3 separate regions of the Danio rerio genome follow, and regions 1 and 3 are each linked to region 2. The links are chromatin contacts, called in public Hi-C maps. All regions are on one chromosome and are shown on one strand. The core of a region is the stretch at or near the end of the contact, and the rest is flanking DNA. Distances in the headings are between cores, read along the strand shown.

Region 1 (2,817 bases), core at 282-2,781, 370 kb after region 2:
AGGCAAAAGATGCCATGTTCAGAAGAACTGTTCATAATCTTCACTCAATGTTCTATTAATGTTCAGGACACTTCATGTTCAGAAGAAATAATTAAAACTGTTAATAATGACATTTGAGGACTCACCCAGAATTTGCCTCCTGCGGCCCCCAGGTATATTGAGTTTGAGACCCCTGCTGTAGATGCTCTGTTTGACTGTTTTCTTACAGTAAAACGCTCAGTTTTTCCATTTACAAAGTCTATCATGTAAATAGCAAATGCGCTATGGCTCGACGCAACTGGCTCTTAAATGGAATGGGAGATGAGACTCTGATTGGTTTATCTTCAAAACACATCTATAACTCATTAAGAGAATAAGCTCAACCCTGTTAGACCATGCGCCACGGCGCAAAGCGGATTTTTCCGTCCTTAAAATATCAAAAGTGGATTCTGACACGCCCTTAATGCGTTTTCACTCTACGCTTTGGACTTTGCGCATGGATCGTCAAAATAGAGCCCATAGTGTGTGTTTGTGTGTGTGTGCATAAATACACTTACTGTGTTCTGATAGCTGAGCTGCCTATTTTGATTTTCTCAGACATATCAAGAAAAGTAATAATTAAAAATTTTAACTCCTCCCAACAGGGAAAACCAGCAACAATCAAGAATGCATGCTTGTACGGTGTCATGGCTTTGCAGTCAAAAAATGTCATTATAATGGAAGTCAATGGGGCAAAAACAGTCACAAACATAATGAAAGGGCTAATTTGTATGTGTATTGTTGAATTATTTAATTTGTTTAAAATAGTTTTCTCAAAATATGAGTCAAAATAAGATTGGTCAAATAAGATTGGAAATTTGTGGCCAATTTAAGACTCAAAATCACCCCAGAGTGGATAAAAACACCCCCAACAGCACACAAGGGTTACCATGAATATGTATAATGGTATATTACTTGTAAAAACATCAGATAACTAAAATATCTATATATTCTTGGTCTCGTTTCAGAGCCCACAACACCTCTTCCTCTTGCCACTACTATGGAGACTACAGCAGCTACAGTCACTAGCGCTAGTATGCTACTAGGAAACATCCCAACAACTACCACTTTTCCAACAACGGCAGAGAATTGCGATGATGATGATGGAAACTGCCATAGTGATGCATTGACAGACTACGACACAACAGGTTATATTCATGCACATACATTCACATTTGATAGCCTGTCATTACCATCTATCATTTTAATATTGAGCTAATTATGTTAGCTTAACCATAACACTCCACTCCCAGCTCCTTTGAGAGACCTTAAGGTATTTTTAGATTTTAATTAAGCCATTATTTACTCTCTTTATTAAGCTGCTTTTATAACAGATACTGGGAGGTCTCTGTAATGTTGTTCATTTCTAGTTTTACTGTCACAGTGGGACACTAAAGTCCTCATAAGGAAAGTGAAACCTCACACACACAAACATCCACACATAGACTGTGACCCAAAAGGTTACAAACACAAACACCCACGTGGTGAAACTACGACCCTGCAGGTTACGTACGCTTAGCAAAATAGCTACATGCTACGACCTGTAGGTTACACACAAACAGCAGGAGACTGTGACCTATCAGATTACCCAAACACAAAAACACATTTACCATCTCAAACACACAATAAAACCAAGACAGTAGCTCTCATTCAGTAATCACTGCATGAATAATTTCATATCTATGCAGAGTAGAACAAAAAAACATATCTGGCTAATGCATAGCATGTGAGTCCGCTCATGCTCCTAACTTAGTTGACATTTTAATGAATTTTGAGTATTTAAAATTAGTTCCTGCATGTCATAGGTTAGTAATTTGAATAAATAGATCTGCATTCCAGCGGCACTGTGGCCTCACAGCAAGAAGGTCGCTGGTTTGAGTCCCAGCTGGGCCAGTTGGCATTTCTGTGTGGAGTTTGCCATTATAGGTGAATTGAATAAACTAAATTGACTGTAGTGAATGAATGTGTGTGTGTGTGAATGCCAGAGTGTATGGGTGTTTCCCACTACTGGGTTGCGGCTGGAAGAGCACCTGCTTTTTAAAACATGCTGGAATAGTTGGCGGTTCATTCCGCTGTGGCAACCCTTGATAAAAAGGGGGAAAAGCCTAAGGAAAACGAATGAGATCCACATTCCTCTGTAGCATATTGACAATATCTCTCATTAAAAATACTTTATGATGCTTACTGCATGTTATGAGATTAATTAATCTGTGATGTTTGCATATGTGTTTTCATATTCAAGATTTTCATAAATTTAGATTTACTTTTTATTGGAAAGTAGCTGGATCCTAATTTTTGTGGAGATATTAGTTTCAGGCAAGAAAATGAGACCCAGTGATTAAAATTTACCCACACGAAACTAACCTATATGTTTTTATTTTTTTATTTTTATATGTTTTTAATATATGTTACATATATAAAATTGGCTGTTTTCATATATTATATGTACATATATGCACATGTGTGCATATATGTATACATATATACGTGCATACATGTACCTATAAATGTCCATCAATATGTTCACCTATATGTTTACCTATATATTAATAAATTGTTAAAATCCATCGCTGCTAGACAACATAAATAAAAGCCCAAAATGTAGAAATTTACATTTTTATATTTAATTAAGAACAATCAAATACTACAAGAAAAAAATATAGCCCAAGAACAAAAATAAGACAAAAAGCTGAATAGAAAAATGACATAAATGTTTCAGGAAATTGTGTAGACATCATGGCTTTCCATCTCCTCTCACTTATTTGCCATAATTAAATTCCATAACATGCCAATTACATG
Region 2 (2,711 bases), core at 80-2,579:
TAGTTTGTATAGTGTAATATGGATCATACCTGTTTGTCAGTCCTCTCTGCTGTAGCTGATACGATCTCATGGTTTTTGTGTTCATCCACACACAGCAAACAAATACAGCACTGATCAGTGCGGCAGAAAACCTCCAGTAGTTTGTCATGTTGAGGGCAGATCATCTCCTGCAGTCGTCCAGTGGCGTCCATCAGATTGTGTCTTTTACCTCTGAAGAAACTCTCGTGTTGTTCAAGATGATTTTGGCAGTAAGAGTTCAGACACACCAGACAGGATTTGACGGCTTTGTTTTTGTCTCCGGTACAAACATCACACTCCACATCTGCAGATTCAGAGTAACAGTGAGCAGGACGAGCAGCTTGTAGTTTGGTCTTCTTGAGTTGCTCCACCACTTCAGCCAGCATGGTGTTTTTCCCTAAAGCAGGTCTTGGAGTGAAGGTCTGTCTGCACTGAGGGCAGATGTAGACTCCCCTCTGCTTATCCTGATCCCAATAGCCGGAAATACAGCGCATACAGTAACTGTGTCCACAGGGAATAGTTACTGGACCCTTCAGTAGATCCAGACAGATTGAACAGCTGAACTGATTCTGAGACCACGAAATACCAGCTTCTGCCATTTTCTTGCACAAAGAGAAAAAAACAAAAGCTTAGCTAACTTTCATTTTAGCTAAACTGGTTTTTCCTGATTTTGCATGTAAGAAAAATACAAACAGTGACTATTGAACAGCAGGCTGTATACGTGCAAATAATAGTGCAAGAGAAAAAAAATCTACAAAAGTTGATAACAATTTAGATATATTTTAAGGATTTAAAAAGAGTATAAAAAGCATTGACAAAAACATCATTTTTTATTACTGTCGTTCAGCGTCCACAAGATGGCGGTGTCGGTCAGAAACACAGTCCGCGGGGGTGTGAAGGCGCGGTGCTCCGGCAGGGGGCCCTCTCACTAGCTATGGAATTTTCCATGTCTGTTTAGTTTGTGCCAAACACATGATGCAGCACATTCTAGACCAGAGCTGTTCAACAGGCTCATGCAAGATCATTACACAAAATAACACTTCATTTTGATTACAGAATTCAAAACATCTTGAAAGCACCCTTTATGTTACAATATATGCTACTCAACACTTAGATACAGCTAAACACAGATGGGCATGCACATGTTAAGTCATTTATTTACATTACAGTAACACTGAAGGATTGGAAGAAGTAGTTAGAAGTAGTAGAAGTAGTATTTTTACTTGCATTATTGTGGCAACATCCTGCTGAAAACCAACTAAGTGCTAGTTTGCTAAATTAGTTCAAGCTGGTTACTCATTCAGACCTGATTGAAACTATTAATGTTTACTTAAAGGGACAGTTTTTCACCCAAAAATGAGACTTTTTTTTTACCTTTATGGGCATTTTTGTCTTTTTCATGTTAAATATTTTGATAATTATGGCTGGGTAGTACAACCGCCTCACAGCAAGAAGGTCGCTGGTTTGAGCCCCGGCTGGGTCAGTTGGGATTTCTGTGTGGAGCTTGCATGTTCTCCCTGTGTTTGCGTGGTTTTCCTCCGAGTGCTCCAGTTTCCACCACAAGTCCAAAAACATGCAGTATAGGTGAATTGGGTAAGCTAAATTGTCTGTAGTGTGTGTGTGTGTGTGTGTGTGTGTGTGTGTGTGTGTGTGTGTGTGTGTGTGTGTGTGTGTGTGTGTGTGAATGAGTGTGTGTGGATGTTTCCCAGTGATGGGTTGCGGCTGGAATGGCATTCACCGCGTAAAATATATGCTGGGTAAGTTGGGGTTCATTCCGCTGTGGCAACCCCAGATAAATAAAGGGACTAAGCTGAAAAGAAAATGAATGAATGATTAATTTCAAAATTAGTTTTTATGTAACAGAGAAATTAGTTTTTTTTATTGTGAAACCTCACCAATTTTACTGCTTTAAAAAATGGTTCCAACCATTAATATTATCATGAGACTGTTATTATAATAATAAACAGCATAAACTTTAGTATGGAAAACATTCAAGTTTTATTTAAAACAAAATCAGACTGTTTTAAAAAGTACAAATTCTTAACATGATTGAATTTTTAATAATAATAATAATAAAAATTCCATTCATTTATGTAGCGCATTTTTGGACACTCAAAGCACTTTACACATTTTGGGGCAGGATCTCCTCATCCACCACCAGTGAGCAGCATCAACCTGGATGACGTGAGGACATATTGACCCAGAACACACACCAGCTGATTGGTGGAGAGGAGTGAAGAAGCCAATTATGATATAGGGATGGTTAGGAGGCCATGACAGACAGAAGCCATTGGGCAAATTTGGCCAGGATGCCAGGCTTAAACCCCTGCTCTTTTTTGAAGGACATCCTGGGATTTTTAATGACCACAGAGAGTCGGGACCTCAGTTTGTTTCATCCGAAAGATGACACTCACTGAGCAGTATAGACTCCTCTTCACTATACTTGGGCATTAAGACCCACACAGACTGCAGGTTAAGCACCCCCTGCTGGTCTCATTTACACCATCTCCGGGAGCAACCTAAATTTCCCATGTGGTGTTCCATCCAGGTACTGACCAGGCACAACCCTGCTAGCTTCAGTGGGCGACCATGAGAGAGTTGCAGAGAGCTAGCTTTTTACCCACTTTTAAAAATAATTATGCTGATAAAGAAATCTTTGACAAAACAACAGCTGCGTCCCAAATCACATACTT
Region 3 (2,808 bases), core at 220-2,719, 500 kb after region 2:
AGTGACGCTACTTTGAATGAGTCCGATGTCCTGTACATTAAACAGCAACTGTGTTTCATGAAAGACAAAGTTAAGATGCTGTTCTTTTATCCTATGTGGTTGCTATGAGGATAAACATGGGACCAAAACCTTAAGTATGGTGAGAATGAATGAATGACATGTCCTTTTTGCCTAGTAGGCCTACATTCTGTTTTATTTGCTAATTTAAGCTATTTTTTAAAAGATAAATATAATGTATAAAACTATACGTTATTTATTAATTCATATTACCTATACGTCTGATAAGCTTTTAATATTAATGGAGAATGCACAGATATTAATGTTTCACAATGTTTTTACAATACATTTTTTGTTTTTATCTACCAAGCTTGGTTTACAATGTTTACATTGTTCTACTTGCATTAAATCTAAATCCCAAATATCAGAAATGCCATCAGATTAAGATTTAATTAATGTCAGGTTTAATATTATTTATTAATGCACTTACTTGACAGATTTCATTTGTTAATTTTTCTTCTGCTTTGTCCCTGGTTTATCAGGGGTTACCACAGTGACCCCTGATAAACAATGAACCGCCACTTACTTGACATTTATATATTTTAATTCTTAGTAGTTTAATGTTTGGTAAAATAATTTCAAATAGCATCTTTAGGGATTACACTGTCTTGTCTCGATAGGTGGATTTAGAGGTTGTTGCAAAAAAAAGCACTTGTGGATTTAGCTGGTTTTGACGCAAAAGAAAATTTACCTTGTTGAAAAACAAAGTTACATTTTTAAAAAAAGGTATTTTATTTACTGGATAACCTTATCATCATTAGAGAAGCCTGGTAGAAAATGCTCAATTACCAAAAAAAGAGGTCTGATGGATTTAGAGGGTTTTGCATCTGAACTCTTTTTAGTTTTTAATTGTTACATTGTGTATTTAATATTTTGTATTATTATTACTATAATGTAGTATTGTTTGTAAAATGCACAAGATCCCATCGGTCATTAAGTCACCTAAAGTCACAGTTCTTTAGACTTCATCAGTATGTATATCTCTTTTGTCCTATATCAGTCAAAATTGATATAATGTTTACATTCACCGGCGAAATAGACGCATGTTTTTGAAGAGGCGCGCTCTGTAAAAGGTATGGGAGTGGTTTTTTCCTCCCTCCCCCCTATCTATCTCTCCGCGCGCCGCGAGCGCATGCGTTGTAAGCCCGTGTGGGAATGGCTGATCTGGGATCGGGGGGTTGGGCCGCCGAGCACGAGCGGACCGTTAAAGAGTGTTTTTAATGTCCGCCATGTTGGCCATGGCGCACTGAGCCTGGAATCAGGGACCGGAGCGCGCTGGAAACACAGACCGAGAGAGAGCGACCTACACCCGGCCTCGCGCCTCCGCTCGCCCCGCCACCACCACCGAGCGATCCGTGCACTGCTGGACACCGAACCGGCATCATCCATGAGAACTTTAATCGGACCAGCAGGGAACATTAGGGGATCGGATAGATTTATGCTGCATCTCGAATTATAAAGAAAATGAGTAAACTGTCGTTTCGGGCGCGGGCGCTGGACGCTTCCAAGCCTCTACCCGTCTTCCGTTGCGAGGACCTGCCCGACCTGCACGAATATGCGTCTATTAACCGGGCAGTGCCACAGATGCCCACGGGGATGGAGAAAGAGGAGGAATCGGTACGTTTTTTCACTTAAAGTTGTGTATTTTGAGAATAATTTTATTTTTACTGTCAGAGGCGCGTCCCCTGCTTCTCTGCGCCAGTGTATACAAAATGGCCGCCATTTCTCTTGCAGAAACGCGTCAAATTGGTCGCTATCGTCCAATGCAGACGGGTTATAATGTTTTTGGACCAAACGTTGGTGCTTTTTCTCTACAAATACAACATCGGATGTCGTTATTACGCATTATTTTTGTCAGTATATGGCTTACGGAGTACAAAGGAGTCACGTGATCACGGGGAAAGCCGCCATTTTGTTGCTTATCTTGGGGCTCCGTAGAGGTGCTGTTCCGCGCACTGGCCTGTGGATGGCGCCTATTTTGCTCCCCTGCACCCAGCAATAACCAATTAGCACCCAGAAAAACAATCAGGACTGCATTCGGTCTTATTCTTAAATTAAATACTAATGCATGCCCTGTTTCAATTCCTAAAAAGCGTAAGATTTGATCAGAATACATGAAATTTCCATTAAAGCAGTGAAGTCATTACATGTTTAATTTCAGGCTTTTCTAATGGAGGTGATTTGCATTTGTTTACATTGTGAATGCATTAATGCATGCATCTGTGGTTTGGCAGAGGCAGCCTATCTTGCCCCACCGGTCTGTTGAGATGTGTGTATGCAGTTATCTGTTTGACCGGGACAGGGGCGCACATGGGGCCTTGTTTTGTTTTCTCAACACAGGGCAGCTGAAGCTCTTGACATCTCCATACCATCTATAGATCAGCACAAGCAAACGTTATATATAAATAAAATGCAGCTTTCTCTCTCACCAGCTGCTAAAGTGTAAATATCTTTAAATTATCTCACTAAATTCTTTCCCTCATCACATTTGTATGTTTCTGAGCTTGTTATGATTTTAAGGCATGAAATGAAAGCATTAAAGACACACATTTGTATTAGTAAGTTGTAGTCATTTCACGTACAAGAACATAAAATGAGTCTGGATGCGAATGATTGACATTTTTCACACCGATCTGATAATGTGTGTGAATGTGCTGGGGGGAAATGATGTGTACGTAGTAAACATGTCGCCCATGTTAAAATGCTTGACAGGGAAGGTGTCAGCACTGTTAATGCTGTGGTGTTTGTGTG

What was found. A called contact is a pair of places that touch in the nucleus more often than the background predicts.
Region 1: a Hi-C map of embryo shows a contact between it and region 2, with 2.7 times the contacts expected there. The contact joins the enhancer-like site here to the promoter of ftr15 in region 2. A contact is called at or near these places in 3 of 18 Hi-C or Micro-C datasets (caudal fin, embryo and an unstated tissue).
Region 3: a contact with region 2 is called in a Hi-C map of hematopoietic stem cells, with 1.8 times the contacts expected there. The contact joins the promoter of epc1b here to the promoter of ftr15 in region 2. A contact is called at or near these places in 2 of 18 Hi-C or Micro-C datasets (hematopoietic stem cells and an unstated tissue).

The regions. Positions count from the first base shown.
Region 1 is chr2:46,670,415-46,673,231 of GRCz12tu, forward strand. It overlaps nrp1b (neuropilin 1b), which reads left to right. Exons shown (of 17, transcript NM_205674.1): 11 at 987-1,166. Among named protein-coding and RNA genes, the nearest start is that of nrp1b, 44 kb to the left of the region's middle. Within about 2 kb of position 1,532, at least 7 of the 62 cell types and tissues checked have an H3K27ac peak or open chromatin away from gene starts, as enhancers often do.
Region 2 is chr2:46,297,374-46,300,084 of GRCz12tu, forward strand. It overlaps ftr15 (finTRIM family, member 15), which reads right to left and starts at 1,330. Exons shown (of 8, transcript XM_073929239.1): 1 at 1,246-1,330; 2 at 856-946; 3 at 30-620. The coding sequence starts at 617.
Region 3 is chr2:46,794,550-46,797,357 of GRCz12tu, forward strand. It overlaps epc1b (enhancer of polycomb homolog 1 (Drosophila) b), which reads left to right and starts at 1,470. Exons shown (of 14, transcript NM_001089409.1): 1 at 1,470-1,674. The coding sequence starts at 1,522.